6 separate regions of the Mus musculus genome follow, and regions 1, 2, 3, 4 and 6 are each linked to region 5. The links are chromatin contacts, called in public ChIA-PET, HiChIP or PLAC-seq and promoter capture Hi-C maps. All regions are on one chromosome and are shown on one strand. Each heading gives the region's core, a stretch centred on a gene start, on an enhancer-like site or on the middle of the called end of the contact. The rest is flanking DNA. Distances are from core to core; before and after follow the strand shown.

Region 1 (4,767 bases), core at 1,985-4,484, 400 kb after region 5:
CTGGGACTGCAGAGCGCTGGACTCAGACTGCAGCTGCGCGTTCTTACTCGTGAGCTTTTCTGTGAAAAGCAGGAGCTCAGACTCCCTTTTCCTGCTGCCTTCAATGTCTTTCTGGAGGTCATTGATCAAAGAATTAAGGCTTTCCATTTCTTCTTTCAAATGTTCAATTTCTTGTTTACCACTACAAAACAAAGTTTATATTTAAGGAAAATTAAGTAAGCTATTAAAAATCATTACACTAACACTGTGGGAATGCTCACTTAAGGGAATATTTACTTGTAGTCATTCATCCATCCATGACATCATCATCGTCGGCTTCGTGTTACGGGAAGAGCTGTGAGGGTGAGTGAGAAAGGCTCATGTGGCAGGGCCCTGCTCTGAGAGCCTCTAGTGACCAGTGATGAGAATGAGCAGGCAGGGTGCCTAAGCTCAGGAAGAGTGACCACCGTCCCACACAAGGGCAGGCAGTACGCAGAACAGGCTTCTAAGCCAGGCTTGCATCTCACTGCTGGAGTTCTTTGCCTCAGTTGTACTTTGTGAAGACAGCCACAGTCAGAACTCAATGGGAACCTATGCTCTAAAAGGCCTTCCATTTACAAGGCTGGAGAGATGGCTCAGTGGTTAAGAGCACTGGCTACTCATTCAGAGGACCCAGGTTTGGTTTGCAGGCAAACATCCATACACACACTTTAAAAAAAAAAAAATAACTGACAAGAGATAAAGGAATAATCACGAAAGCTGAAGAAGGAAAAAGGCACTGGACCCCACAGCAGACGTGGAAAGAATAATCCAATTCAGACTAGAAGCATTTCTTGCACAATGGCAGTAGGGAATGGTTGTAGAAACCAGCAGCAGCTCAAAGCCCTTAATCACATGAGAGCAGAGAGAACGCTGGTCGCCCCAGAAGAGACACACCAGGAAGACAGAGGTCTAGAAAGGAGAGGTGGCTGGTCTCTGGCGTCCTTACTGAGGACGGTGATTGTGAGGGTGAGAACCTTTTTTCAGCAGCACTCGGGTGGCTGCCTGGAGATGGACAGCAAGGACAATAGAAGTTAACCCTGAGTCCAGGCTCTACTATATGACATCATGAACCAAGTTTAAACGATGCTGGGACATCACAGAATGACATTCGCTCTGACCTCAAGGCTCGCACACAAAGTTAAGGAGCCAGGTGCAGACTCACGCTTCCCATTTGAGGAGAGACTGTGAAGCCACAGAACAGATAAACCAAATCCACCCCACCTATGCATGGTTCCTGTCAGTGCTTATGAAATAGAAACTTTGATTTGACTTTTAGAAGCCGTGACAGGAGTTCAAAGACACAAACTGAAGAATTGTTAACTGGAAGAATTATGAGAATTGCTCCTGTTTGATACAGTATTGTACTCAGAGACACCATCTTAAACACCACTCATTTCATACCTTTGAAGCTGCTCATGTAACTGATCTGTGATTTTCACCTTGTCCAGTAAATTCTGAATTTCAGATTTCTGTCGATTGATAATTTCCCTGTACTTTGATAACTCATCTTCCGTTCTTAAGCGTTCATCTTCTAGACATTTCGCCTGTGAAATGATCACAGTCAAGCTAAGCACAGACCGCCGTGCTCCATATGAACTCTCTCAGACAGGGCAGACACAGGAGTAACCTGAGACAAGTGCTGCAGGAGCTGCTGTGAGGAGACAGGAAGCTGCTGTCCTTATCTCAACGACAACAACTCCCCTGTGTTCAACTGCAGTGAACACCTGACACAACAGGACAGACATGGCAGACACTCGGTACTGTGCTGTGGTCTCAAGTCATGGTGCCTGCACAAAACCCTACTTCTAGATAAGCGACTGGCACGTGGAGCCAGCGTGTAAGTCCTAAGAGGGAGATTACTCTGACCACAGATTATTCACTAACATTGTTAGAAACTACTATTAAATACAGTCAGAAGGAGTATTTTGGGTCTGCCAACGACATAAGGGTGCTGTAAGGTCCACCCATTCTGCCAACTGCTCTGCTGTCCTTAGCTCCAAAGCCCAGATGTTCCAGGTGCAGATGCTGAAGTGTGCCATGAGCAAGGATGCATGGCAAGCACTTCCAGTGACTAACATAACCTCAGCTCAGCAAGAGTCAGTGGCAGTGCAAATGCTAAAGAAAATGCTAGTCTTTTCCTAAGTTCTTTTATTTTGAAAGATTTCTAAGCATTGCTTTCTGAACACCTTAAAAAGCAGAGTAAACTAAGAGTGTTCATCCCACCTGAGTTAGGAGTGAGGAACTGCTTACCTTCGTTCTCAATGTCCGTAGCTCATCCATGCCCTCCTTAAATGTCCTCTTTAGATCTTCTAGCTCCTTTATTTTGGCATGATGCATCTGGAAGAGACACAGATCGCTGAGAGACACAGGCGCACTAGCAGTATCCTGCCTGGTTTTCCTAAGAAGGCCTTATCTGTGGACAGTCACGAATGCACCACTCCTCTTCCTGAGTCACAGCCCAGCCAATCAGGATGTATTAGAGAGTGCGGAAGAACTAAACTCACCTCCAGCTGGTCAGATTTCTCTTGCATTTGTTTTTCAAGTTCTCCTTTTGTAACTCTGAGCTTTGCATCAAGCTCATTTGACTTAATTTCTTCAGATTCCTAATGGAAAAACAATGAAAAACACTTTTACTTTGAAAATAAACAAAGCTTTGCTATCAAGTTTACTAGCTGTGCAATAGATTATGCAGCCAAAACTGGAGAAAGTATTGAAGGACTTTAAGTGTTAACAGAGCAGAAACAGGAACAGTGCACTTTGAGTGTATGACATAATCCAGTGTTTTCTACGACGTTTTGAAGGGAAAGTCTCTGATAAGATGAGTCATGTGGTGTGCCCATGGAAGCCAGAGCTAACACCAAGCCTCTTCCTCAAGTGCCCTTCACTTTATTTTTGAGACAGGATATCATATAACTTGAGCTGATTTGATTGACTTGGCTCGACTGGCTGGCCAGTGAGCTGCATGGACCCACCTCTCTCTTCACCCTGACAAAGCCAAGGTTAGGGGTTCACACTGCCACACTCAGCTTTTATGTGGGCGCTCAGGTTCTTATGCTTGCCCACTAGACCGTCTCCCCACTTGAACTGCAGGTACTACAGCACAGGAACTAACCTGTATTTTAACTGAGTGCTTCAGAAATGCACGTACACTGCACAGTGGCAGACTTGGAACGTGCATGAGCACAGAGCTCTGATAACGGACTTCTCACCAAGGAAGCCTACCTGATAGGTCTTTATCATGTCCTGACAGTTCTGCCGGATTTGCTCAGCTTCCTCCTTTGCCTGGGTTAGTTTTGTAGTTGTTTCTTTGAGTTTATCTTTGGTTTCCTACAATGACAACACGACAAAGACAACATCAGGCACAGCGAGGTGGAGGACAGTGAGAGCAAAGAGGTCCCCGCTTGTGGGGTTCAGTAACAGCAACAAGGAGGTGTGACCTTGTGGGTGGGCTTTGAGGTTTCAAAGCTCACCCTTTCTGATACCCAAGGACCCAGATGTACTCTCTCAGTCCTTCTACAGCACCACGTCTTCCTGAAGTCCACCATGCTTCCCACCATGACAACAATGGACTGAGTGATGTAGTCCCCAATTAAATGTTTTCCTTTATAAGAGCTGCTGTGGTCATAGTGTCTCTTCACAGCAATGAAAACCCTAACTAGGACACTGTTGTAGCACTAGACTAAGGGGATTAAGCAGGAGTCTAACAGTTTGCTTGTTTCTGACGGGGAAAATGGCTAACAGTGAGACTGATGGACAGTAAGTTAATCAGCAGTCTTCCCCAGAGTCCTCTAAATGACTTCAGCACTGAGAAAAGCAGTCTTCTACGGTTCTTTGCACATTGCAGAGAGTCTCTGGCTGTGGCTGTGATATCCATTTGAAACTCCCTTTTAACTGAACGACACTACTGAACATGGCCTCTGCTTTGAGACTGCTAAATGGCATTCTTCATGCAGGATTTTTAGGGATTTCCTCATCAAAACCTGTTGCTTTTCCCTCATTCTTATTTTTCACTCACCTGCTCTAGTCCTGACTGCCTGACTCTTCAACTGTCCCTTGCCAATTCCCACTGAAAACATACACACTTTCTTTTGTATAGTCTATCTTCCTTATTATTCCTTGCTTGCTTCCTGCTCTCTGGTGATCTCTCTCCCAGCTTCCTGACTGCAGATGCAACGTGATCAAGGCCCTCAAACTGTCAGTCATGCCTTTCCTGCTCTAGTGCAAAACTGTGAGTCAAAAAGACTTCCCTTCCTTATGGTACAGCGATGAGGAAAGTAATGACTGACACCTGCTGCTCCTGTGGAGATCCTTTGGGCTCCTGTGAGGCCTAGGCAGCAGCCTCTGCTCTGGGCAGCTCAGTGACCCTCTTTTGTTCTTATGCTTGGGCAGCGTAGCCTTTGTCTCTTCAACATCTGCCCTGCACCTAGGCTCCACACATTACTCCATATGCCATTTTAACAATAAACATCTTATAACTAGCACTTATCTACCTTGAGGTACTGGTCTTTGATAGTCAGGGGCCAGTATCACTTAAAATATAGCAACACAATAACCAGAATACTTTTCCACAGAGCCTTAGACAAAGTATAAACAACCGTGGTTCTGCATCCTCACTCCTGTGACTAAGACACAACTGACATATATAGTTCTGGTCCATTTCAACACCCTAAATCCAGCAAGTGAGAGTGCCAGATAACACTGAACATTTGAATAAATGAAAACAAATCCCATTGTGTCAGGTTAAGG
Region 2 (5,070 bases), core at 2,172-4,671, 380 kb after region 5:
CCCTTGTACTTGGATAGAAAAGGAATCTGTCTCTCTTTGGTGTATCCCCAACCATGGTTGCTCAGATAAACGATCCTATTTCTCTTTGGTAAATCCCCAACCACGGATGCTCATCGTACCCTGGGTGAATGATCACCAGCCCCTCCTGAATCTGCACTCACACCCCCCGAATTAGAAAAATAAATGGTAGGATGGTTTCTCCATTGTGCGTGGGAGTGCTAACTTCTCAAATCTGTACCAAGATTTTATAAACAGTATACTCCGTGGTCTCACCCTATATATAGGAGGAGCAGGGCGCTGTGTGAGTAGAGGGATGGAAAGGCTGCTTACGTTTGTCTCACCAGCTCACACGCCCACACCCAACTGTCACCCATCCTGAAATTCCTACCATTAGAGTTACCACTTCTGCTCTCGCACAGGACTGCAGGAAAACCTTTACCCAGGTACCGGGCCATTGATTTGCTTCCTCACCCTCAACCTCAAGTCGCATCAGGTTTTTTTTTTTTCTATTGCAAATTTAAAAGGATCAGAGTGCTTATACAGACTAGAAAATGAAAATAATTCTTTACCCTAGAGAAACCCTTAACAGTGGAGGAGGGCACACATGATGATGTTGCGTGGGTTGCCTGAGCCGTCCGTCCGGTGAGAAGGCATTATTCTCCCCTAGATACTATGTGACCCCCTCTAATTGTGAGAAAAATCTTGAAAATCCCAAGGTAGGGGACATTCTACAAGATCATTGTAGATCAGGCAAAATTAGTCATTAAAAAAAAAAAAGGAGGAAGGCTAAGTTAATGGCATTGTTCAGAGCAGACATGGCAACTAGGGGCAAGATGGTATCTAGAGTGGACCCTGGACTGGAGAGAATTAGTGGAGAATCAGGTGACATCCAGAGTTATTCTACAATAGTACGATGTTCTAAGGAAGGAAGTTGGGATAAATGGAGTCTGAGATTGGAACAGGTACCAACCACAGAGATTGGGTGAAGGGTCAACAGAAACTAAGTCCACTGTCCCAGCAGCTTCACTCCCAAGTATATTAGGCAGGGTTCTCTAGAAGAGCAGAAGCAATAGATAAGGGTGGAGTGTCCAGCAATGGCTGCCTGCACACTGGAGAGGCTGAGAACCCAGTGGATACTCAGCCCACAAAGCTGGCTGCCTCAGAAGTTCTTATCTAGTGGCCAGGGGCATTTCTTGGAGAGCTGCTGGCCTTTGGTCCATGCTGAAGGCTGAAGAACTGGAGCGGGAGGCCAGTGGAGGATGGCAGCTGCGGCGGCGGTGTTGGCAATAGATGTTCCTGCTTGGGAGGAAGTAGAGGCAGGCAGGGGACAAGACCTCTCCCTCAGTCCACTCATCAGAAAGTGGTCAGTCTCCTGCCTGAGTTCTCTCTATAAACATCCTCACAATCTCCTAAGTGGTTCTAAATTCCTTTAGGTTGGCAAATAAGAACAAGCATTATATCAAGGATTTGGGGGGTTAGTGGGGTGGGGGTGGAGTCTGGGGGGAAATCAGTTTTTCTCTTTTAAGTGACACCTCCACTCAGGCTATGGAGGAAACCCTGGGAGGGAGCCATGCCCTAAGCAATTTTTTCAGTTTGGTGGTGATGCTCAGCTGGGTCATCTCCCATCACCATGTGCTTGGGCATGCACCACTCCTCCTCCTCCTCCTCCTCCTCCTCCTCTCCCTCCTCTCCCTCCTCCTCTTCCTCTTCCTCCTCCTCCCCCTCCTCTACACCCCAATCCTGTGGGTGCTGTGTTTCCCTCAGACGTGACCTCTGCTTCCTCCCTGAGCCCAGGCTGTTTCTAGTGCTGCTGAGGAGAGAATGGGAGCTTGCTCCCCCTTGCATGCTAGACTGGGTCTCAGTGGTACTTGTCTTGGCCATCAGGGCCCTAAGCGCCAGTAGTCTTTTCTTTTCTGGTCTCCAGGCAACCAGACCTCGAAGAGGATGTGCCTCTGTTCAGTGAAATGCCTTCTGGCTGAAACAGGTCTTCCCCATTTCAGTCCTCAGGGCCTTCCAACCAGCCAGCCTCAGGCCTCCACCACCTTCTCTCTCAGTCAACCCACAAGGTATCAACCATACAGTTAGGAGGTAGCAACTAAAATAATTCTACGAGTTGGGTCACCACAGCACGAGGAACTGGATTAAATGGTTACAGCATTAGGAAGGGTGAGAACCACTGGAGTAAATAAGAGAAGGCCAGGCTGTCAGGACACAGAACCTAGTACCTCACCTATGAGAAGTAGAGAATAGCTCTTCCTTCCCTATGAACAGTGCAGTGGAAGGGCCGGGGAAGCAGAGTAGTCCTCAAGCTGGCCGTCTGTCTGTCACACTCCATGTCTGTCTTAGTTAGGGTTTTACTGCCGTGAACAGACACCTTGACCAAGGACAACATTTAACTGGGACTGGCTTACAGGTTCAGAGGTTCAGCCCATTATCAAGGCGGGAACATGGCAGCATCCAGACAGGCATGGTGCAGGAGGAGCTGAGGGTTTTACTTCTTCATCTAGAGGCTGCTAACAGAACACTGGCTTCCAGGAAGCTGAGAGTCTTAAAGCCCATGCCTACAGTGACACACCTACACCCAACAAGGCCACACCTACTCCAACAAGCCCACATCTTACCTGTATGCATATGACTTCTGTAATGCCTATGTGAGAGTTTTCTTTCTCAGTGTAAGTGTAAGCTACACCGTCCTCTTGAGGCTTAGCATCTGTCCCTCCCTCAGAGACACGCATGAGGTTGTTCTACCAGGCCAAGAATCTGAGTTGCCTTTGAAGCCCATGGCAGAACTGAGCATAAATACACGCAGCCCAGGGGTTTCTGTCTCTGTATGGTCTGTCTGGGATTCCTGCTTAAACACTAATCAAGATGAAGCCTGGATACCACTGTCAACAGAACAGGTTCAGCCCAGGCAAAAGCAACAGGCATCAGGATGGGAGCTAAACCTCAAGGTGAAGAGAGCCTGGTTAAAATTTGGGGTCACGCTGACAGGCAGGAGGCCACCACAAGCACGTTACCCAGTGGGAAGGAAGGCCTCAGAGTGTGTTGCAGTGACACTACCAAAGATAAAGGCAGTGGGTGTCCAAGAACACCTGTAACTGGCTGGAATTTGCTACTGACGTTTTGCCCTGCGCTTCAACCTTCAAGGATTTTGGGAGTCGTGTGGTACTACTACATTCCCATCTCTTCCTCAGAGGGTCAGATTTGACTCTTGTTTGCTGTTAAGAACCCCACGTAACATAAACATATAACTTTGACCCTGATTTATGTAAATGAATCACATGCAAATGATTCCCTTGTGCCTGGAAACTCCATATTGAATAATTGAGAGGGGAGGGAACCGGGCTGGGGCTGCTGTTCAGTGACAGAGCAAAGTGTGGCTTTGTTCCCTCCTGTATCGCTACTAAGTAACATCCGACATCATGTCTGAGACCTAAAAACCACTAGTGAGCCCAAGAGGGCTTGTGAGTTAATTATAACATTGTTCGCTAAGTTTGGCTTGCGGTTTTCCTCTTATAATCAAATGTCAGGCTTGGGGGAGGGAAGCTTAGTCGTGTGTTGCCACGGATGTTTTTAACCAAGAGTCTAAGGCTGTTTGATATTTTTGGCTTCATAATTCCCATTTCCAGTTCTGATTTGGGAATACAGCAAGACTGAAGTCCAAGTGAAAACGACGTCCTCCCCTGCAAAACAGCCTGGAGTTTCAAGGCAAGAAGTTAAGTTTGGTGGCCAAGGTCCCTAGTATCTGAGAGGACTCAGTGGTAGAGCACCAGCCTAGCATGCAGAAGGCCTGGGTTGTAGTTCCAACCCTTGACCAAAGGGGAAAACTCTGTAATCAAAACTACTAATGCTTCTCTCGCTATCAAAAAGCAAGTGTTAATAGCCTTAAAGTCTTTTAGATATTGTAAAATCTTCTAAGTGTTTCATTATTATAGTGTTACTGAGAAATAACACTAGTCCTTGTATCTGTCCCTCCTCGACAACTACACACATACTCTGTGTCAGATGATGCAAACGGAAGAGGGGCTGCTGCACTCCATAGGGGTCTGGGTGGGAAGAGACACCATTGCATTTCAAGTGTAAACTCTTAGGGCTTCTGTGCGCAAACATCACTGGCTCTTGGTTTTCATAGAATCCAGAATGATCTCGCTGGGTCAGCTATCCCGTAATAGACACGGAAGAGTAGAGAACCTGAATTCTGCCCCTGCCTTAGTTTTTAGACCATGCGGCCTCAGTCCCAGACCCAGGCTGACCTCCAAGTGTCCAGGTCCTGAACAGCCTTGGTGACTGAGGAAGGGTTAGGCAAAATCTGCTGAAGGAAGGCAAGACTGTGCTCAGTGAGGCTCCCAGGGAGTCACAGCAGCCAGAGAGATGTCTTCTACCCACCCAGATCCCTACGGACTGCAGCAGCCTTACTTCCGTTTGCATCGTCTGACACAGAGAATGTATGTAATTGGTGAGGAGGGACAGATACAAGGACTGGTGTTATTTCTCAAGGCTCAAAGTCCCAAGAAGACATGCCATTTTGTATCATCGAAAGTTTGTCTTTCCAAACAGAACTTGGTCTCCAGATGTTAGGTGTGCGGAGACTAAAACGTCCACAGACCCCAACCCACCCACCAGACGCGCTGTGGTGAGCTCTCTGTCCTACCTATAGAGTGACAGCCTGCTTTTATTTATAGCACTTGGAACCCTCCACGGTTCCTTTTCTTACTTGATCTCATTTGCATCTCAAGAAAAGAGAACGAGCTTGATTCCAATTTTACCAGTGAGGAAACTGAACCATGCCATGCCCTTCCCAAATCCCCAGGATATGAACCTATGTTTGAGATAGCGCCTTAAAAGAAGTAATTACATTAAAATGGGGTCACTGGGGTGAGCTCTAATCCAATCTGACTGGTGTCTTTATAAAGAGAGATTAGAGTACAAATGCAAACACCCAGGCAAGATCACGTGAACACAGAGCAAGGGAGTCCCGCAAAGACAAGAGGGAGGCCTGCCACAGAAGCAGCCAACCTCTCCCCACACTTTTGTCCAGAAGTTTTGGCTTTCAATATGGAGGGGGGGGGT
Region 3 (4,781 bases), core at 180-2,679, 480 kb after region 5:
AACATATAATAACCTTTCCCCTCTCCAGTGAAGTTTGCAACATCAAAGCTGCCAGGTGCCAATTTCCCCGAAAGCTCTCAGACAGGACGAGTTGGAAACCATCCGAGAACTACAGAATGAAATGCAACAGAGAGATGTTAAATACAAAGAATGTGTAAAAATACAAAATGGAGTATTTACCTGGCAGGTTGGCATTTACAGGAATACTGGGGGAAAGCGCAAAAAATAGGGAACAGATGAGCTTCCTGGAAGACAGTTATGTTAAAAACAACAGACCTTGGTCAGGGAGATAGCCTAGCTGGCAAAGGCACTTACTTGCCCTCAAGATTGCCAATGTGATTTCAATCTTCAAAAACCATGTGGTGGAAGAAAAACAAAATGAACAAAAACCCAACAACAAAAAACAAAACTCCCCCCAGATCCTCCTATGTCTTCACATGTGATGATGCACCTGCACACACAAACACAAGTGTGAAAAATGGAATTCTTGTATATAACTTGTAGTCTAGGAAATTTACTAGTTTCCAAATGTAATTGGGCCGCCCCACCGAGATACCTGATTGGAGTGTTAAACTTAAGGCCTCAGCATTAAGCAGTAGCAAATGGTGTATATAGGTAGAGCAGAGTTACAACGGCCCAAACTGCAGATGTTCAACTCAGGTGTGGATGATCAAGCATCAATGGAAGAAACTAAGGTTTTGAAGGAGGAAATGAAAGCTTTTCCCCAGTGGTCTGCAGCTGAGTACCAGTGGCTTTTCTATTTGCTTTCTCTTGTTTTCTATTTTGTAAACTTTTCCAATGAGCACACAATATGTAGTTTTGATTAAGTATAAAAATGATTTGAGGGTTTATCTGCACGGAGCACCTGCCAGAAGGGACACCGTTGTTTGTTCTGTGACAAATACCTGGCACCCTCTAAGTTAAAAGGCGAATGCTGCCCAATAACCACTCACCTGCAAGAACTAACAGGCCGGTTGGCAAAAAGCAGAAGACAAATGGAAACGATGCCAAAGTCAACATTTCCTCAAGGGTGGAATCGATAAAACCTGCGGAGTAGCCAACACTCTCTGTGACCACAGCCGCACCGCTTGCAGCGGCCAGGTCGCTCGGAAGTGTTGATGATGCTGCGGTCCGTGGGTCGTGGGTCGCGGGTCGCCGGGCAGGGCGAGGGACGAGGCGGGCGCGGTTCCCTGGAGCAATAGTTGCGCCGCCCTCACGCCGAACGTCCGGATCCTCACAGGCTGCATCCGAGCGGCCCGTCCCGCCTCTGCTGGGAGAGACCAACAGGTGCCCCACGTGGCTGCGAGCCGCAGCGCCCCCCGAACGGAGCCCAGCCTACGCCGCGGGCAGAGCAGCTGTGCGCTCCGCGGGTGGGAGCCCACGCCTTCCAACAACTGGGGCGGGGCGGGGCGGAGGACTGGGCGCACCCTTGCCAGTGAGCGAGCGAGCGTGTGGAACCCCAGGCCTGAGCCCGCGCCCCTACCTGCCCAGCCAAGCCGAGTGCCGCCGGCTTTGTTCGCTTTGTCCTCGCGCACCTAAGCGGCCGGCCTGGAAGAACGCCATCCCGGAGAGCGCACGCGGCGTCGCACCAGGTAAGGGGTGCTGGCCTGGGAGGTGGGGGCCGGGGGACAGGCTGCGGATGGAGAAACGCGAGCGGCCTGGCGCCGTAGTGGGGACCCCTTCCCTGGCCACTGCAGAAGGGGCTGGAGTTTTGATAAAAAGCTTTGGGAACTTGCTCATCACTCCGTATTATGAGCACTCAGGTGCTACAGCATTTCAACCGGGTTTCCTAGACAGACAGCCTCGTCCTTTCAAATAAGTCACTTCCTGAAGAACTCGAGGGAAGTTCGCTGCTCTGAGAGCGAGACAGGGGTTCTGCTTTTCGCAGAACGCACGCCTGGGAGAGACATGCTTGCCTTCGGGCTCCCCGCAGCAAACATCACCTGGCTCGGCCCTGTTCTTTGCCCTTTTCCAGCTTGCCCAGGACCAGACGTCAGTGGCGGGCAGAGATAAAGTGGGAGGGGCTCAGCACATTGTGAATCCGTGATTTAAAAGTCTGAGCTCTAGACAGAGGCAAAGGAGCGGATGATGCTCTGCTGTGTTTGCTTACAGCGTTGCCTGCCGGCATCAGCCTGGACTTCTCAGTAAGGACCGCACTAGGGAAGGGAGGGGATGATTGTTAGTGGTATGGCATCCCACTATATGCTCCCTTGGTTAAATAAACGGAGAGCCCTCTGAATGCCTGTGGATTCAGTCCTAAAACTTCAAAGTCTCCTTTGCTCCGAAATGGTCTTATTGAGAAAGAAACGGAAAGCGTCTGGATGGTTAGCTCAAAGCTACCTTCCAGGGCATGGAATGTTCTAGACTTGATTCTGAGGCAAAGCCCAGGGATACAGAAGGACTCCTCCCTCTATCATCCCCAGTGTGCCTGAAAATCCATCAAGGAAGTATTTCTTGTCAAATCTGATTTGGGTCTACCCACCCAGAACTTAAAGACAAACCAATTCACCCCCACCTTCAGCAGACTATGGAACAAGCCAGCCAGAGGCCGGTGTTTCTGTGGTTGAATGGATGGGAAAACCCGAGGGCTAGCTTTATAGTTAATAGCCAAACTGAGCAGAGGTACAAAGACTTTGCATATACCTTCTGCCCCGCCCGCCCCAACCTGTTCTATTACCATCTCCCACTACATGGGATTTGTTAAAAGTGCTGAGCCTTCAAACTCCACAGTTGAGGACTCACACATTCTATACACTTGGACAAATGTTTACCACTGCCTGTTCATGTCACCGTTCCCTAGCCCCATGGCAAGGATTGATCTGTTCGGCTATCTCCATGGTTTGTTTCCTAGATGCCATATAGCTAAATCACACAGTCAATGATCTTTCAGACGCGCTTCTTCTGTTACAAGCGCATATCCAGTTCTCCACTCCTGGCTTTCTAAGGAGCTTCATGAGGAGGGCCTCCTTAGTTGGCAGTGTGGACTCTGGGGCCGAGCGCCTCGTGACAATGCCTTTGTTAGCCGTCCTCTTTGTGTGTGTGTGTGTGTCCTATGACTAGGAATCATTTTTACTGTCTGACACCCAAAGTCCTGGGTGCAGGGAAGATGCTTAATAACTGCCATTGGATAAAGGAAATTCCCTACCTTTATGGCAGTGGAGTGAGAACGGTACCATGAAGTGCTTCAGAACGGTGGGCTACAGAATTATGAACTATGCACCGCCACAAAAGAAAAAAAAAAAGATCGTGATTTGGAAACGTTGTATGAGCTTTTCCTTGGTGGGATATGAACAAAATTCATCCCAGATAATATACCAGCAGCGTATCAATGTCTGATCCTCCAGAGGCCAAACCAGTGAGTTTTCGGACTTGCTTTCAGAACAGTCTTGCCCCAGCAACTTCCCCGTAGCTGTCTACGTAGTCATCCTCCTCTACACTTTCCAGACTCCAGCACCCAGAGGACCCCAGCAGGCTCGATCTTGAGGGTGTGTTATAGGTAATTGGAGCTGTTCTCGTAGCGGGGGGTGGGGGTGGGGGGTGTGCTCTGATGAAGGGTATGTTTGAAGGCCAGTGTTCTGCAAGAGGAGGACCGTGATAGAACTCCTAACTAACCCCCCTCCCCCAGTAAGACTACTTCAGAATGCCCATTGTGTTATTTATACAAGACCACTGGAGGGGCATGTAGCAGGATTCAACATGTCTGCTTTTTTCTGTCTGGACGTCTGGGGACCCTGCTTCTAGAGCAGCTGAATATATTTGAAGGTGCTGCCTCAGTTTGCCCTTTCATCTTCAGTACGGGCTAGCCACAAGCCCTCCCCATCCCCAACAGTGCATCCCCCTTGACTTAACTCAAGTTAGGGTCGCTACCCCTAGTCCTCTTGGTGTTAATAGTCACAGCTCTTTAACCAGGTTCCTCTGATCTATAATTAGGAAGGGTTGCCTTTGTCCAAGGGGGCTTTGGGACTGGTGTTCTGTGGAATCCTGCCAACCTTTCTCAGGCAAAGAGGTGGACGGTGTCACCTCCATTATAGAGAGAAGAAAGCTGGGAGACGGAAGTGAAAGAATGTACCAGAAAGGCTCATTCTCGGGTCTCTTGTTGGCTTGTTCATGCTTCTAATCCACCTAGATCTCCACCTGTATTGACATGGCTGAGCGGACCTGGGTTAGAGCCCAGGAATGCAGTTTTCTAGCTCCATGTGGCCTCAAGTCTGTTTCGTCCTCTGTGAAAGTGGATATGCTAACACAGGACCGAATGTTGTTGGATGAAATTGGTGAGTTTAGTGTAAGACTCTCTTACCATCACGTAGAAAATGAACTTCTTCCTCTCAGCAAGGTTTTTCCTCATGTTATCCCCCTGTTAGAACAGCGAGATCCTAACCGTTCTACAGATGAGAGAATCAAGGCACGGAGGCTGGGGCTTGCAGAGCCCCCACCTGCTGGAAGCAGACTGGGCTGGAATCCAGTCTCCTGACTCAATACCCCGTGTGTTGTCCCTCCCCTCCAAGTTCCCCCCAGGGTTTGCAGCTCTTCACTGTGGAGCATCTGAGTCCTATGCGATGGAGAGCAGACATGGATGTCAGCCAAGGGAGCCCAAAGCTGTTCCGTCTACAGATGTCTTAGCAGATGTGGGGTGAATGGGAGCCTGTGATTGGCCAATCTTCCAGGCTCTCCACAGCGATATATTCATCATCATCCTGTCATGCTGATTTCTGCCTGTGAGACTTCTAAGTTCTGAAGCTCTCTTTAAGGAGGACTCAACCTTTCCTAGGAAGCCTTACGCT
Region 4 (4,350 bases), core at 559-3,058, 320 kb after region 5:
TTGTCCCTTGAGTCCTTTCAGCCATCCCCTAAAAGCCACAGGAAGGAGAGACCCTGGCTTGAAGAGGCTGGGGTGACTATGGGTGCCAACTCCTTCTGCCCTCGGTGTAGTTCCTGTTCCCTGATTCTCAAAACTCCCCAACTTGGCAGAACTTGGTAAGTCCAGGGCAGGGGTGAATAAACAGATCACTCCCCCGTGGTAACACTCTCAGTGGTCAAGCCTGATCCTAGGGCACATCCACGGGTTTGACTTTATGAAGAGTACGGCTGTGGATGGACAGCTGTGAGCCTGTGTCTTTTGGCAAGGTGAGAGTACCAGCTTGGCCACATGTTGATGTTCCTCCCAGATGCTAATCTTTTTATTCCAATGCAAGAAGGACTCGGGAGCATTACATAACATTATATAACACTACCGTGCACCCTTCCCTTCTGAGACAATTGGGAACTGTTCGCTTCTCAAGAACTTAATTACAGATTTCCTTTTTACGGCCTGAGGTAGAGGCATTCCCAGGGGTAGATCAGAGGACCTCAGCCCGAGGTCCCATCCTCTGTTCGCATCAGGAATGAAGCCAAAGACTCTAGTTTCGGATTCTCTCGACAATGTGAAGCGAGGAAATGTGGTATGACTTTAAATGCTTTCAGATTTAATCGCCTTGAGTATGTATATATTTTCTTCCCTCATCTTCCCAAAGCTAATCCCACAGTTTTGAGAATCTAGCCACCCTCCCAAGAAATCTGAAATCCCAGTTCATGACGTCAACCCAAAAGGGATAGCACCTTGTGTTGGCTCAGCTCAGATTGCAAAATCCCATGGGTAACGGAGCACAGATGCGGATGTTAAGGTGTTGGTACTGGAGTCAAAAAGTCTGAAGCGTCATTCTCCGTGTTCTTTCCACGAGGGGCGTGGGGGTGGGGCGACGTCATTTACCCTGGACTGAATGTTGCCCTAAACTTCTCCTTTATATTCAGAACTCTTTCATCCTTTTCTTTAGCTGGGACTGGGGCCTGTGTGTGTATCCGACTGGTCCTCGGTGTTGGCAGTTACATCCACAAACCTTCCCTTCCTTTCCCCATCTACTGCACTTGAAGGAGAGAGCACAGCTCCGCGCGAGAACAGCGCCCAGAGAGCCTTTCTGACAGATGCGTACCCTGCTCCAGCAACCCGCCTGGCTGCAAAGTTTCCTCTAATCACTAACACCCACTTCCTATTCCCCCAAGCTGTCATGCTGGCCAGGTCCCCTCGCGATCAGGGAAGAGCCAGGCTGCCTGATGGCAGAACCCCAGTCTCACAGCTAAATTCCTCCAATCCCAGCAGATAGGCTGTCCAAGGCACTCCTGCGTCTCCGAGACGCCTGTAAGGTTCTCTTATAGCTACCAGGAACCGGGCACTAGAGGCGAGGGAACTACGGGGTGCCGAAGGGAAATAAGGGCGCTCTTGCGGGAGCGGCAAAAGGAGAGCTGGGTGCTAAGGTTAACGGAGACTACTGGTTGGCGGGGGGCACAGGAGGCGGCGGGGCGCCGCAGGGGGCGCCGCAGACTAGACTCTGGAAGAAGCCTGAGCAGGAAAGGGCGCGCTCGCTGCAGCCCGTGGGTGCTGGCTGCGTAGTCCGCCCGCAATCTTTGGAGCCTTTCAATCGCGGGTAGGAGGGGGTGCTGGGTGTTGGGGGTGGGGGCACCATTGTCGGGGGCGTGCCTTGGCGGCGATTGGCTGCGGGAGCCTGACGCGCGGCCCCGGGGGCTGGCTGGGGGGGTGGCAGCGAAGGGGGGGGGGGAGGTGCTGGGTGTTGGAGCCGCCGGCCCCGCGCGCTCAGAAACATGCTGAGGTCCCGGCGGCTCTTCCAGCAGCGACAGCGGCTCCAGCAGCAGCGGCGGCGGCGGCGGCGGAGACAGCGCTCGGCTACGGAGGAGAAGGCGCCCGGCGTCCATGCCTCCGGCCCCGAGCCGCGGCTGCCCTGACCTGGCCGCGACCTCCCCGCGCGGGCCCCGCAGCCCCGGCTCCTGGGGTGCTCCCCAGGCGCGGCCCAGCCCCGCCACACCCCCCGCCCCCGGCCTCCGCAGCTCGGCATGGGCGCGGGGGCGCTCGCCCTGGGCGCCTCCGAACCCTGCAACCTGTCGTCCGCCGCGCCGCTGCCCGACGGTGCGGCCACCGCGGCGCGGCTGCTGGTGCTCGCGTCGCCTCCCGCCTCGCTGCTGCCTCCAGCCAGCGAGGGCTCAGCGCCGCTGTCGCAGCAGTGGACCGCGGGTATGGGCCTACTGCTGGCGCTCATCGTTCTGCTCATCGTGGTGGGTAACGTGCTGGTGATCGTGGCCATCGCCAAGACCCCGCGGCTGCAGACGCTCACCAACCTCTTCATCATGTCCCTGGCCAGCGCTGATCTGGTCATGGGATTGCTGGTGGTGCCTTTCGGGGCCACCATCGTGGTGTGGGGCCGCTGGGAGTACGGCTCCTTCTTCTGCGAGCTCTGGACTTCGGTAGATGTGCTGTGTGTGACGGCCAGCATTGAGACCCTGTGTGTCATCGCCCTGGACCGCTACCTCGCCATCACGTCGCCCTTTCGCTACCAGAGTTTGCTGACGCGCGCGCGAGCGCGGGCCCTCGTGTGCACAGTGTGGGCCATCTCGGCGTTGGTGTCCTTCCTGCCCATCCTCATGCACTGGTGGCGGGCCGAGAGCGACGAAGCGCGCCGCTGCTACAACGACCCCAAGTGCTGCGATTTCGTCACCAACAGGGCCTACGCCATCGCCTCGTCCGTCGTCTCCTTCTACGTGCCCCTGTGCATCATGGCCTTCGTGTACCTGCGGGTGTTCCGCGAGGCCCAAAAACAGGTAAAGAAGATCGACAGCTGCGAGCGCCGCTTCCTCGGCGGCCCAGCCCGGCCGCCCTCGCCTGAGCCCTCGCCGTCACCTGGGCCACCGCGCCCCGCAGACTCGCTGGCCAACGGGCGCTCCAGCAAGCGGCGGCCGTCGCGCCTCGTGGCTCTGCGCGAGCAGAAGGCGCTCAAGACACTGGGCATCATCATGGGTGTGTTCACGCTCTGCTGGCTGCCCTTCTTCCTGGCCAACGTGGTGAAGGCTTTCCACCGCGACCTGGTGCCGGATCGCCTCTTCGTCTTCTTCAACTGGCTGGGCTACGCCAACTCGGCCTTCAACCCCATCATCTACTGCCGCAGCCCCGACTTCCGCAAGGCTTTCCAGCGCCTGCTCTGCTGCGCGCGCCGGGCCGCCTGCAGACGCCGCGCAGCCCACGGGGACCGGCCGCGCGCCTCCGGCTGCCTGGCGAGAGCTGGGCCGCCGCCGTCCCCCGGAGCTCCCTCGGACGACGACGACGACGACGCCGGGACCACCCCACCGGCGCGCCTGCTGGAGCCCTGGACCGGCTGCAACGGCGGGACAACCACTGTGGACAGCGATTCGAGCCTGGACGAGCCGGGGCGCCAGGGCTTCTCCTCGGAGTCCAAGGTGTAGAGAGCCAGGCTCTCTGGGCGCACGGACGCCGCTCCCCATAGTCCCGGGCTGGACACGGGCTCTGCATCCCTAGAGGAAGAGAGCCCGCCTGGGCGCCCCTGAGCCGCTCCCCAGGGGAGAGAGGAGATCTCTGTTTACTCAAGACCGAAAGCAGGTGAATGCAAAGCCCACAGATCTATCGAATCATCCGAGACGTACAGAAAAGCCCCGGACCGAGCGTTTGCGCAAAAAGGAAAGTTTAGGAGGAGTTGGGAGAGTGTGGCTTAGTATGGCTTACTGGCTTGTCTTGAGTTCCTTTCTCTCTGAGGTTCGGCCTTTCGTGTGTTTAATGCACCTTCAGGCATTCCCCCCCCCCCCCGCCCCTAGGTGGGTTTTGACACTTTCTGCAAGGACCCGAGTGGAAACTAGGCGGGGAGGGGAGGGGGCAGGATGGAGTCTATCACCTGGCTTTCCGGTTCCACACCTAGGAACCTAAGTATTCAGCTCAGGTTTGGTGTGGGGGCGGGGCCGGTGATAATTAGCCAGGAAGTGTTTCCCTTTGCTTTCTAAAGAAATTGCATACTAATTCCGGAGTACTGGTGTCTCCTGTTCTTAAAGCAAAGGGAAAAGAAGGATGCGAAACAGACAAATCTGGTTTCGAGAAACTATGTGTGGAGCACGGTTCACCTTGCTTTCTCCTAGAGGGCAAACCTTGTGCCCTGCGCGCCTCGGTGGTCCTGCTGTGGGTCCTCTACCTCACTCTGTGCATATTGCACAGCAAGATAGAAAGACTTGTTTATATTAAACAGCTTATTTATGTATCAATACTAGTTGGAAGGACCAGGCGCTGAGTCTCTCTCTGTGACATGTGACTCTGTCAACTAAAGATAGGACAGAACAAAAAGGA
Region 5 (4,885 bases), core at 1,617-4,116:
CCAATCCAACACAGGGGAGGTCAGAGCTTTCTAGGCTCACACATCCAGGTCACAGCCCATCACAGAGGGAAGGCAGGGCAGGAAAGGAAGCAGAAACCTGAGGACAGGAACTGAAGCAGACGCCATGGAGGATTGCTGCTTACTGGTTTCCTTCCTGCGTCTGTTCAGCTAGCTCTTTACAACAATTACGCCATCTGCCTGGGGGCAGACCACCCTTGGTGGGTTAGCTGTCCCTCAGCTGAAGTTCTTAGTTGACAATAAGGAACAGCTATCATAGGGACAAAGAAAAATCTCAAGTCTCCTCTGCTCTCCTCGGGCTGAGGTTCAGACCTGGACGGAGAGGTGGACCTGAGGCTCAGTAGGGATGCAGTAGAACTTTCTAGAAGTTCCTTCTCTACATCTCCTCAGCAGCTGACACTGTAGGTACCAGACAGAGCAGGTCTTGGGGAGAGGTCTCTGCTGGGAGAGCACTTCAAGAGGATGATACCAAAGGAAATTACTAAGTGCAGGTGGGCTATGGGATCCTGCCACTGAGTGTCCACTGCTTCTGCAGGATGCAAGAAGGACAGAGACTACAAGCAAAACTTCCCATTGTGGAAAGTCTCTTTGGCTCCCCACACTTAATCCATGGTCCTAACACTGGCATAGGAAAACTACTCAAAGGGCCCGAGTGAATTTTCACACAGCAGTCAGAATACATGTGGAGTTGAGAGGCAACATGAATTCCTTCTGTAGGAAAAGAAAGGATTCTGCCTGGGCCCTGCTCCCTTGCTCCTCAACCAGCAGAAGGCTGTTGGCATCTCAATAAGGGGCCTGAGTTTGGGTCTGGGTCTGTGGGTACAGACAACGGCACTTCTGCTAATCTCGGGGTATCTCTATACTAGAGTCCTGTGTAGTTACAGCCTTAGCTGTTTGTGGACTGTTAGATTGAGAACAGTCGCTCTGGTACCCACAGGGGTGAGGTGTGGGCAGGTGTGCCCTGTAGGTAGGCACGGAAACTTACTGGCAAGCCTGGCTACCGGAGGAGGCTAGAGACAGAGTCTAGAGAGATGAGGCCAGGAGCAGTTATGAGCTCAGCCCCAGGGAAACCACCTGATAGATAAGGCTGGTGGAGGTCTTAGGAGGAAGATTCCGATACACACTTACTATAGACCATATGCTTAGTGCGGTCACATGGCTGGGAACAGGGGTATAACTTAGCGAAGCTTCTTCTCTCCAAAGCCCTGGGGTTAAGCCATAACACCAAAGCTGGGGAGACCTAGGAGAGACATTCAGGAGAGAAATCACTTGCATTTAAGGTGTCAGTACAATATTACAGAGCGGAAGCTGCCATGGGTCTCTTCCCTTCTGTGCTTCCAGAAGTTTAAGAGTCGGTACTGTAATGATCCAGGCTGGGAGCAAGTAAGTGGATGTTCTCACGCCGACCCACAAGCAAGAACAGACAAGAGGTTTCCTGTGGTGCCGCCCTGCCTCTCCATCTGCGTGAGGGATGGATTCCTGTGTGCGGATGCGCCACGCATGCCACAGCACAGGCAAACCTTCTTGTGGATAGAACATCACTGTCCAGGCAACAGGACCCTGGTGCTGTCAGGTGGGCAGCTTCTCACATTCCTCACCACCAAATAAGTAGAGATTGGTTGTTAAATGTTCCACGTTTTAGGACTACCCTGGAAAAAGTCATGGTTTACACAAAGATAAATTATAGTGGAGATAGGATTTCTTCATTTTTCAAAGGACTGTCAGTTTTAAAAAGCAAATCACCATAGCGTGAGCCATGGCTTACCCCAACATTTGCCTCCACAGTTCAGGGACACTAGCATTATTAAATAAGAAGGAGGGCAGGCATATTAAGAATTGAAAGTGCCCATACTGGCTGAGATTCTAGAGTTAGTGCTAAAACTCTGGGGTTCAAGAAAAACCATGCTAGCAAATAAAATAGCCTTGATGGCTCCGGAGACCTGTAGGTCTGAGAATCGAGTATCTCTGGCGTTTTCACAAAGTTCTCTCACATAGCTTGCTTCAGTGTGAGTGAATGAGCTGTTCTGAGAACTCTAGGTGGAGGGGAGGAATTGGAAGCGTCTACAGATGGAAGCCCAGATCTGTCTGTCTGTCTGTCTGTGTCGAAGATGACATGAACAGGAACCCATGTTAGCTCACTGTCTGCTTCCTCAAACCTAGTGCCTGACACGGGAGGTAGCACACATGGATGATGATTTTGGCGCAATATCCGTGCAAGCTGGGTTTGGGAGGTATAAACGTGTTTAAGACAAAGTTCGCCCCCCTCCCCAACAACGTCTGGGAAGACATCAGACTAAAGCGACTGGTGGTGCACAGTATCTGGTCGAGAAGCAGCTTGTGTTAGGAAAAAGGTAAAAAACAAAAACAGAACGAGACAGGTGCCCCATCGCGGAGAGCAAGTCAGAATTTTGGGTCCATCTGCTGGGTAGACAGTTTTGTAGAATGCGTTCTCAGTGGAACTTTTGACGTTTACAGTTTTAGAGTCTCTTAGTACTCCTCTCTGGTGAGCGCGGGGAAATTTGCATATGTGGCATAGAGGAGGGGACAGGGATAGCCCCAATTTGCAGGGCCGCTCTCCTCCCGTGCCGGTGACGCTTGCCAACTTCGCAGAGGTCTGGACCAAGCGCGCAGTCATATTTTCAGAGAACTTAACAGATTTGCAGCAGGTAGCCCGGGGTCACGGTCACTTTTCTGGCTGGCAGTTTTGCAGAGCCCGCCAGTTCTGTAGGGAGCGCTCTATCTGCCCAGTTCCTGCAGCCGCAGGGGTCGCCCAAACGTCGCAGAGGGGGGGACGCAGCACGTGGGCGGCGAGGGCTTCCCGCGCGAGCTTCCCGCGCGAGCTTCTCCCGCGGCGGGCTCCGTAGCGCGCGTTCCCGCTCGCCCCCAGCTTTCCCGGGCTGCAGGCACAGCCCCGTCCGGCCCGCCCGCTCCTCCCCCTCCGCCTCTGGGACTTTTGCTTTCAGTTTTCCCAAAGCTGCCCTCGACCCTTGCGGAGGACGGACGCTGCCGTGGGCTCCTGGCCGCCGCCGTGGGAACGGTAACTTGGGCCGCCATCGCGGCTTTCCCTCCCCTCTTCCGCGAGCTCCTTCCTCCCGCGCGTCCCCGCCCAGAGTCCCCCTCCCTCCCGCAGGCTCGCAGAACTTGCTTGCAGGGCGCTGTGGCGCGGAAGGCTCTCCAACATGCCTGGCCATCGCCCGCTTTGCTCGGCACGGCGGTCCCTTGGTCTTCTGGACCAGGGTCTCACGACATCCGGTGCCATTCCGGATGTAACAGGGAAGAAAGAGCGGGTGTAGGGCAGTAGATGTGGTTGTTTGAACCCGCAAGGACTACCTTGTCAGACCGGGAACTTAGGCGCTGCCGGGTCCATTTAATGGGAATCTTGGGCGGTTCTGGTGGCTTGTGCTCAGGGAAAGAGGGAGTTAGGTGCATAGGTCTTTAACCTAGGCGAAGTGTGCTTGAAACACTCTTTCTTGTCTGGGGACCCTTGCATCGGGACTCTTAGACTCTTACAGTGACTTAAGACTGGTGAAAAACTGGCAAGCGACACTTGTCAGTATGAGCTCCAGGCGACACCTCACCTTTACTCCTTGGCCTTTCGGGTTTATGGGGAAGTAAGTTTATTAGTAGGCACAGGCGGTGTTTGTAAGCAGTTCACAGGCCTTTCTCTTGAGCTGAGATAACTGATAAGGCCCTGGTTTTCTGTTGACAAGCTGTTTCTTCCTTCAGATTTTGGCCAGCGTAACCTTACACCCCTGTCCATATTGTTAAAGCCTAGCATTACAATCTGCCACTCTGCAACCTCCTATAGGACATGGGCAAAGTCTCTAGTTCCCTCATGGTGTGAACCTCAGGTGACACTGATGGGTTGGGTGGCAGCCTCGGGACTTTTTCACTTAAGGAAGTATGCATTTGGGCAGGAGGTGAGCCTGTTCAATGTTGCTGTGTTTGGGAAGCAGGCAGCCTGTTTCCTCAGGAAGACCCACCTCAATCAACTTGCTTAGCCTGCTTTCTCTTGCTGGGATAAACACCATGACCATAGAGAGGAAAGGCTTTATTTCATTTGACGACTTCAGGTCACAGTCTGTCATTGAGGGAAGTCGAGGCAGGAGCCTGGAGGCAGGAAATCTGATTACTCACTCAGCTACCATTAGTACACAGCCTGTGGATGGTACCACTACAGTGGGCTGGGCCCTCCCCTCCCACACCAGCCATTGGTCAAGGCACTTCCCTATAGACATAGCCACAGGCCATTGTGATCTGGGCAATTCCTCAAGTGAGATTTCCTGTTCCCTGGTGATATTAGGCTGTGTCAACTTGACCAAAAAAAAAAAAAAAAAAAAAAAAAAAAAACCCAAAAAACAAAAACAACAACAAAACAAAACTAGGCACCACACCCCATAGCATGGGTCTGGGGAAGCTCTCAGGGCAGGTGGCATCCCAGTGGCCAAAGTGATTGCAAGTAGGAGCAGCCACATTGTAAGACAGGAATTTGGGGTAGCCAGGGAGTGGCTGGACGTATTATTTTCTAAGCAACCTCTTGGGAACTAACACACGCAGAGCCCCAGCAGCTTCCTACTGGATTCCCATCCCCTCGTGTAGGGGGCTAGCCTTCCAACACAAGAAGCCTGGGGGGGGGACCAATTACAGCCAAACCATAACAGCAGGCATCACACATCTTACATCATTTAAAGAGGACATTCCATGTCTCTTTACTGTGGGCAAGCACTGTCTCCGTAATGACTGCTCTTTGCAGCCCCTGAAAAGGACTGGTACAGAAAAGTCATGCAAGGAAGGCCCCTCGGGCAGCACCGTTGATGAGCCCAGATGAGATGGCTTTCTCGGAGGGTTCTGGCTTGGCTTCGATGAC
Region 6 (4,729 bases), core at 843-3,342, 280 kb after region 5:
AGACGCCTTCAGCACACCCCTTTCCCAAGGTACAATGTAGATCTGGGGACGCACATTTTATCCAGCTGCTACCCATCTGGAATCTCGGAGAACTTCTGTCTGGTAGCCCATGTGAAAAAGCCAAAAACAAACCAAACCACCTTGGATTTTCCGCCTGATTTCGTAGACTTTTCCAGGAGGTAGACTCCAGACAGGAGTTGAGGCAACTTGCTGCTCTTGGCTTGCAAGTGACCGTTTAGCACGCGGGTGTTTCAGGGAAACTGGTGGGCCTGGAGATTGATTAATCTGCATCCTGTGCCTCCTGGGGCTCCCAATCAGCCTCTTGGCTCCTGGAGCCTCCAGCCTCTGGTGTCGCAAGGCTCACAGGGGTGAGAACGAAAGTGGCGCAAATGTCACCAGTGAGCAACACGTCACTGCTTGGGTGTCATCTGGCTTGTCCATTTACTTCCAGGTCTCTCTTGTGTATGAAACTGGTGACAGTGACCACCACGCTTCCACTGGCCACAAAATGGCTCCTGTCCCTGGACCTAAGGGTGGTTGTATGTTAGGCAGCTGTGTCTGGCTCCTCCACAGGACCCACCTGAGCTACTCTAGCCAGGTTTGAAGATGGACGTGAACACAAAGGACTGCAGGGGACTTGCAGAAGGCACACGTCAACTGCATGTGGAAAAAGACTTCTGGGCTCCTGATGCAGGGAGTCAACATGGCAGAGTGGCCTGTGCAGCCCCTGAGAAGAAACAAGGCCTAAAGGATGTTCAATTTCTCATTTCTACTTTTAGGAATGGATGGTATTTTGTTGGGGCCGGGGAGGGCCAGAGCAGGGCTGGGAATATAATGCACAGACTTCAATACATAAATGTGTAAGGTCTGCCTTTGTTTCGAAGTACGACCCTGATGAAGGACCATGGCATTTTGCTCATTATTAATGTGCTTTGAGAATGAGATTTCCTTTGGAACAAAGTGGCAAATGAAAACGAGACAGGAAGTGGCCCTGTAGCCCCAGACTTTGAAAGGTGTGTGGCTTGTGGATCAGCACAGGCTGCGGCTCCTCATCCGGTGTGCAGACCTACACTAACCTGACCTGTTCTGACTCAGCGTTCACTACCTCTCTGTCCCCACAGCGTTTGGATGGTGAAATTATAACCATCCGTTTCCTAAGTTCTCGGGGGACACTGTAGTGACATCCTTTCTATGGAGAACACCAAATTCAGAAGGATTCAGAACAAGGAGACTCTTATGGAGAGCTACCGTCCACCGTAAGTAAGAGCCAGTCAGTGGAGAGTCACAAGGTCAACTACTCAATTCAGCCGAGGGCCATGGTTGAAAGACTATAACAGAGGAAAAACTCAAACAGTGGAGAGAAAACTCATGGTCCCGGGCATGCGGCCATCTCCTTTGTGAAGTGTAAGCATGAACACAGGGAGTGAGGAAAAGCTGAGAAGCCACAGGAATTAGGCCTGCAGAACTATCGCCTGGCCTTCCTGACAGAAAGAAGTAGGCTGGTGTATGGGAGCCAGCCGCTAAATGTTCCCTGAAACTGCAACACCTCTGAGAGTCAGTGGTTAAACTGTTACAAGTTAGCCACGGCGAGGTATTTACATGGTAGAAATCAGTTAACACTGTGGGTCCTCTCCCATCTCCTGGCACACAGAGAGCAGGCCTGTGAAAGTCCTGCTGACAGCACCTAGCTATCTGTGAGCCGGCAATGGTAACTCTCACCACACACAAACCTGAAGCTGACGGTGACCTTAAAGTGCCTCATTGTACAAAGCAGCAGCCTCTGCCAACATCAGCTCCAAAGTTCCAGGAACAGACTTGGCTCTCACCTACAGCTAAGCATGCTGAAAGTCTCCAAGGGCTTCCAGGGCTTTGTCAGCTACATCCACACACCTGACGCTTGCTTAGGACCACAGACAGATCTTCTCACATGCATGCGTGTGTCATATGAATCAGATATCTCCTGAATGACTCCCCTGGGCACCGCATTTCACTGAGCAGCCGTTGTCCCAGGGACGGGCCCTCTGGAATGAAGGGAGCAGAGACAGGAAGGACTGCAGATATCTGTCGCCCCTGCACATGATCATCTCTTGCAGCTGTTGTAGGCTGTTTCCTCCAGGCTGCCTTGAATGAGAGCATCTGTGATCACCCACAGGAGACACTCACCAGGACCAGCCTATCAACATTCCCTTACGGGTGGAGAGAGGACTGCTAGGCTAATGAGCCTTTACAGATCCCCACATGAACCCAACCCTTACCCAGGTCATGTAAGACCTAATACGTGGACTGGGGATTGGGACCCCAAAGAGTCTTTAGTGCTACATCTTTTCATGATTCATCCACGCCACAGATGGGGCTCTTCAGCGGCATAGCTATTCATAAGCTGCCCAAGAGACTTCCTGTTTTAGATAGGGTTTTCCTGCTGTGAACAGACACCACGACCGAGGCAACTCTCTAATTGGACAACATTTCATCGAGGCTGGCTTACAGGTTCACAGGTTCAGTCCATTATCACCAAGGTGGAAGCAGGGCAGCATCCAGGCAGGCATGGTGCAGGAGGAGCTGAGAGTTCTACATCTTCATCTGGAGGCTGCTAGGAAAATACTGCCTTCCAGGCAGCTAGGGTGAAGGTCTTAAAACCCACGCCCACTGTGACATACCTATTCCAACAGGGCCACACCTTCTAAAAGTGCCACCCTGGGTCAAGCATAGGCAAACCATCACACTTCCCAAAAGGTCTAGGGGCCTTTGAGTTACCCATGCACCCGGAAGTAACTGCACACAAGCTCAGGTTCAGGCAAAGCTGGACGGGATCCTTTCTCTGGTCCGCGCTTCCTCTCCGCCTAGTGCTAACAGTCTTCACCACAGCCGTTTGCATCTGCTCTTCACAGCTCTAACAGCTCTCTGGCTGGCCTCATCTAACACCCGTCATTAAATATTGTACATGATGGGGGAGTATTCCCTGCGGTGCTTCCTCCTCTGAGCTGAAGAGCGGGTCCACCTTTCTCCCACAGCTAACACTAGGACTCCGTGGTGTCCAGACACAGGGTCAGCTTAGCTCACCAGTCTCCCAGCTACTTCCTACCTCTCACCCAATGTGAACCCACTGAGTGATCTCATCTGCATCCCCAACCTGGGACTTCCCTCTTTTGCTGCCTTAACCGCCTCCCCTGATGATTTCCCTTCTACTTACAGGTGGAAGATGGGCCCACTTCAGAAGAACTGGCTGTTTTATCTGACTAGAAGATTCAGCAGGGGCCTTATAACTTCCCTCTTCTTTCTCTTCATCCCCCACCCTCTAGCACACCCAGTTCCCAGCTTCCCTGACTAAAGTTTCCTTCTCCCCTAGAATGGGAGAACCCGTATACCAGAACTTCAGTTCAGCTGGTCACTGTGGCATCCTCAGCCACGCACCGTTCCCAGAGCACTGACAGCTCAGGAAATATTGGAGGAAATGTGTAAATAAAAATCCTGTTTTCTAGACTCATACCTGTGGTTCTACTTCCAGGCTTCCTCCTGCTAACTCGGCTGCCATATCTCCCGCCAGCTCTGAGCTACCTCTCCACCCAGCCCATCAGCAGGCACGGACAGTCTGCCATCACACCAGACCTCTGGTCCAACCGTAGGCTGCCACCTTCCTGCAAATGTCATGGGCCAACTATGAACCTCCCATGTGAACAACCGCAGTCACTTTCTACCTGACTGTGCGCTTCCAGACTAACCCTTCATGCATGTCCTGACCCCTACACTTCACACACCCCACACACCCTACTCAGAGCCAAATACCTTTTAATTGATTGTATTTGTATGTGTTTGTTTATGTGCACTGCACACGTACGAATATGTGGACAAACAAGCCACAGTTCACATGTAGAAGTCATAGGACAAGTTTGTGGGCTTGGCTCTGGTGATTGAAGCCAGATCACCATGCTTAGCAGCAAGCCCCTTTAATGACTGAGCTATCTCGCTGGCCCTAGAGTTATACATTAAATATTTTAAAATTATATGTACTCGTTTATTAGGGAGGGGAGTGTGTGTGTGTCATAATGAGCATGCGGAAGTCAAGACAGCATTTAGGAGTTGGTTCTTTTGATGTGGGTCCTGAGAATTGAACTCAGGAAGCCCAGCGTGGCAGAAGGCACCTTTACCTCCTGAGCTGTCTCGCTGGCTCCAGTCCACTGAGGACTTCTGATGTCTCCACAATGCCCCAGGCCTTTCACTTTGAACACACTCGGTCTGTTTTTTCTGAAGTGTGCATTAAAGGCCGCTGAGCCTTGCTCAGAGTTTTGGAATAGGATATGGAACAAAATGGGGAAAACAACAACAACAACACAACAAGATCACACTCCATGAAGCTTCTCTTCTGCAACAGGAAACAAATAGCAAGCAAAACCACTGGTAATCATTATGTGGTGTCTAACAGAGAGCGGTGACAGGGGTGGAAAACTGAATGACATTTAAAAGGAGCTGGAGATGTTGGTTTAAGGCGTGTGGGGGCAGCCTACAGCATGGAATTGGTCCATAGGATGCAAAAGGAAGAGAGCAAGCCAAGTCCTGCAGGAAGGAGCGTGTCTGTGGCAGAGTTCCTCTCGGTGCTGTGACCTCCAGGACACTCGTGCATAGGATTACAGGAATCTTGAATACATATGTGATTGCGATTATGAAAGTGAAAGTCAAGCAGGGCTGTGCTTTCCTTTTCTGGGGAAGACCCAGGTGGGGCTCCTGGTGCTCC

Evidence for each region. Promoter capture Hi-C pulls out the DNA fragments that hold promoters and counts their contacts. ChIA-PET counts read pairs in DNA pulled down with a chosen protein or histone mark. HiChIP or PLAC-seq counts read pairs in DNA pulled down with a chosen protein or histone mark.
Region 1: a contact with region 5 is called in a promoter capture Hi-C map of the HPC-7 cell line. The contact joins the enhancer-like site here to the promoter of Casp7 in region 5. A contact is called at or near these places in 17 of 39 promoter capture datasets (3T3-L1-derived adipocytes, the C10 cell line, the HPC-7 cell line and 13 more), 4 of 484 Hi-C or Micro-C datasets (the HPC-5 cell line, bone marrow-derived macrophages, embryonic fibroblasts and 1 more), 4 of 115 datasets of contacts at active chromatin or transcription factors (acute myeloid leukemia, embryonic basal ganglia, pancreatic cancer cells and 1 more) and 3 of 9 other capture datasets (adipose tissue, liver and macrophages).
Region 2: an RNA polymerase II ChIA-PET map of effector CD8 T cells shows a contact between it and region 5, with 6 times the contacts expected there. The contact joins the enhancer-like site here to the promoter of Casp7 in region 5. A contact is called at or near these places in 18 of 39 promoter capture datasets (the 3T3-L1 cell line, 3T3-L1-derived adipocytes, the C10 cell line and 14 more), 1 of 15 datasets of contacts at CTCF or cohesin (pro-B cells), 6 of 484 Hi-C or Micro-C datasets (bone marrow-derived macrophages, cardiomyocytes, colorectal tumor organoids and 3 more), 8 of 115 datasets of contacts at active chromatin or transcription factors (acute myeloid leukemia, effector CD8 T cells, embryonic basal ganglia and 5 more) and 3 of 9 other capture datasets (adipose tissue, liver and macrophages).
Region 3: a promoter capture Hi-C map of liver shows a contact between it and region 5. The contact joins the promoter of Vwa2 here to the promoter of Casp7 in region 5. A contact is called at or near these places in 12 of 39 promoter capture datasets (the 3T3-L1 cell line, cranial neural crest, embryonic stem cells and 5 more), 1 of 484 Hi-C or Micro-C datasets (embryonic stem cells), 5 of 115 datasets of contacts at active chromatin or transcription factors (acute myeloid leukemia, embryonic forebrain, embryonic stem cells and 1 more) and 1 of 9 other capture datasets (macrophages).
Region 4: a contact with region 5 is called in an HNF4G HiChIP or PLAC-seq map of pancreatic cancer cells. The contact joins the promoter of Adrb1 here to the promoter of Casp7 in region 5. A contact is called at or near these places in 16 of 39 promoter capture datasets (the 3T3-L1 cell line, the C10 cell line, the SN4741 cell line and 8 more), 3 of 484 Hi-C or Micro-C datasets (embryonic stem cells and stem cell-derived neural progenitor cells), 9 of 115 datasets of contacts at active chromatin or transcription factors (VIP interneurons, cardiomyocytes, embryonic basal ganglia and 6 more) and 3 of 9 other capture datasets (adipose tissue, embryonic stem cells and macrophages).
Region 6: a contact with region 5 is called in an RNA polymerase II ChIA-PET map of effector CD8 T cells, with 11 read pairs. The contact joins the enhancer-like site here to the promoter of Casp7 in region 5. A contact is called at or near these places in 10 of 39 promoter capture datasets (the 3T3-L1 cell line, the SN4741 cell line, embryonic stem cells and 4 more), 3 of 115 datasets of contacts at active chromatin or transcription factors (effector CD8 T cells, memory CD8 T cells and pancreatic cancer cells) and 1 of 9 other capture datasets (liver).

What each region holds. Positions count from the first base shown.
Region 1 is chr19:56,798,642-56,803,408 of GRCm38.p6, forward strand. It overlaps Ccdc186 (coiled-coil domain containing 186), which reads right to left. Exons shown (of 16, transcript NM_170757.2): 7 at 3,244-3,348; 8 at 2,526-2,624; 9 at 2,272-2,358; 10 at 1,423-1,565; 11 at 1-181. Among named protein-coding and RNA genes, the nearest start is that of Ccdc186, 21 kb to the right of the region's middle. Within about 2 kb of position 3,235, at least 51 of the 459 cell types and tissues checked have an H3K27ac peak or open chromatin away from gene starts, as enhancers often do. A contact at or near this core is called in the HPC-7 cell line, acute myeloid leukemia, adipose tissue and 2 more, where this site is marked.
Region 2 is chr19:56,768,905-56,773,974 of GRCm38.p6, forward strand. No RefSeq gene overlaps it. Among named protein-coding and RNA genes, the nearest start is that of Gm32718, 28 kb to the left of the region's middle. Within about 2 kb of position 3,422, at least 26 of the 459 cell types and tissues checked have an H3K27ac peak or open chromatin away from gene starts, as enhancers often do. A contact at or near this core is called in effector CD8 T cells and memory CD8 T cells, where this site is marked.
Region 3 is chr19:56,872,987-56,877,767 of GRCm38.p6, forward strand. Vwa2 (von Willebrand factor A domain containing 2) reads left to right here and starts at 1,430. Exons shown (of 14, transcript NM_172840.2): 1 at 1,430-1,592.
Region 4 is chr19:56,720,309-56,724,658 of GRCm38.p6, forward strand. It overlaps Adrb1 (adrenergic receptor, beta 1), which reads left to right and starts at 1,809. Exons shown (of 1, transcript NM_007419.3): 1 at 1,809-4,350. The coding sequence starts at 2,064. The coding sequence ends at 3,464.
Region 5 is chr19:56,394,263-56,399,147 of GRCm38.p6, forward strand. Casp7 (caspase 7) reads left to right here and starts at 2,867. Exons shown (of 7, transcript NM_007611.2): 1 at 2,867-3,055.
Region 6 is chr19:56,678,364-56,683,092 of GRCm38.p6, forward strand. No RefSeq gene overlaps it. Among named protein-coding and RNA genes, the nearest start is that of Gm32492, 12 kb to the left of the region's middle. Within about 2 kb of position 2,093, at least 41 of the 459 cell types and tissues checked have an H3K27ac peak or open chromatin away from gene starts, as enhancers often do. A contact at or near this core is called in effector CD8 T cells, liver and memory CD8 T cells, where this site is marked.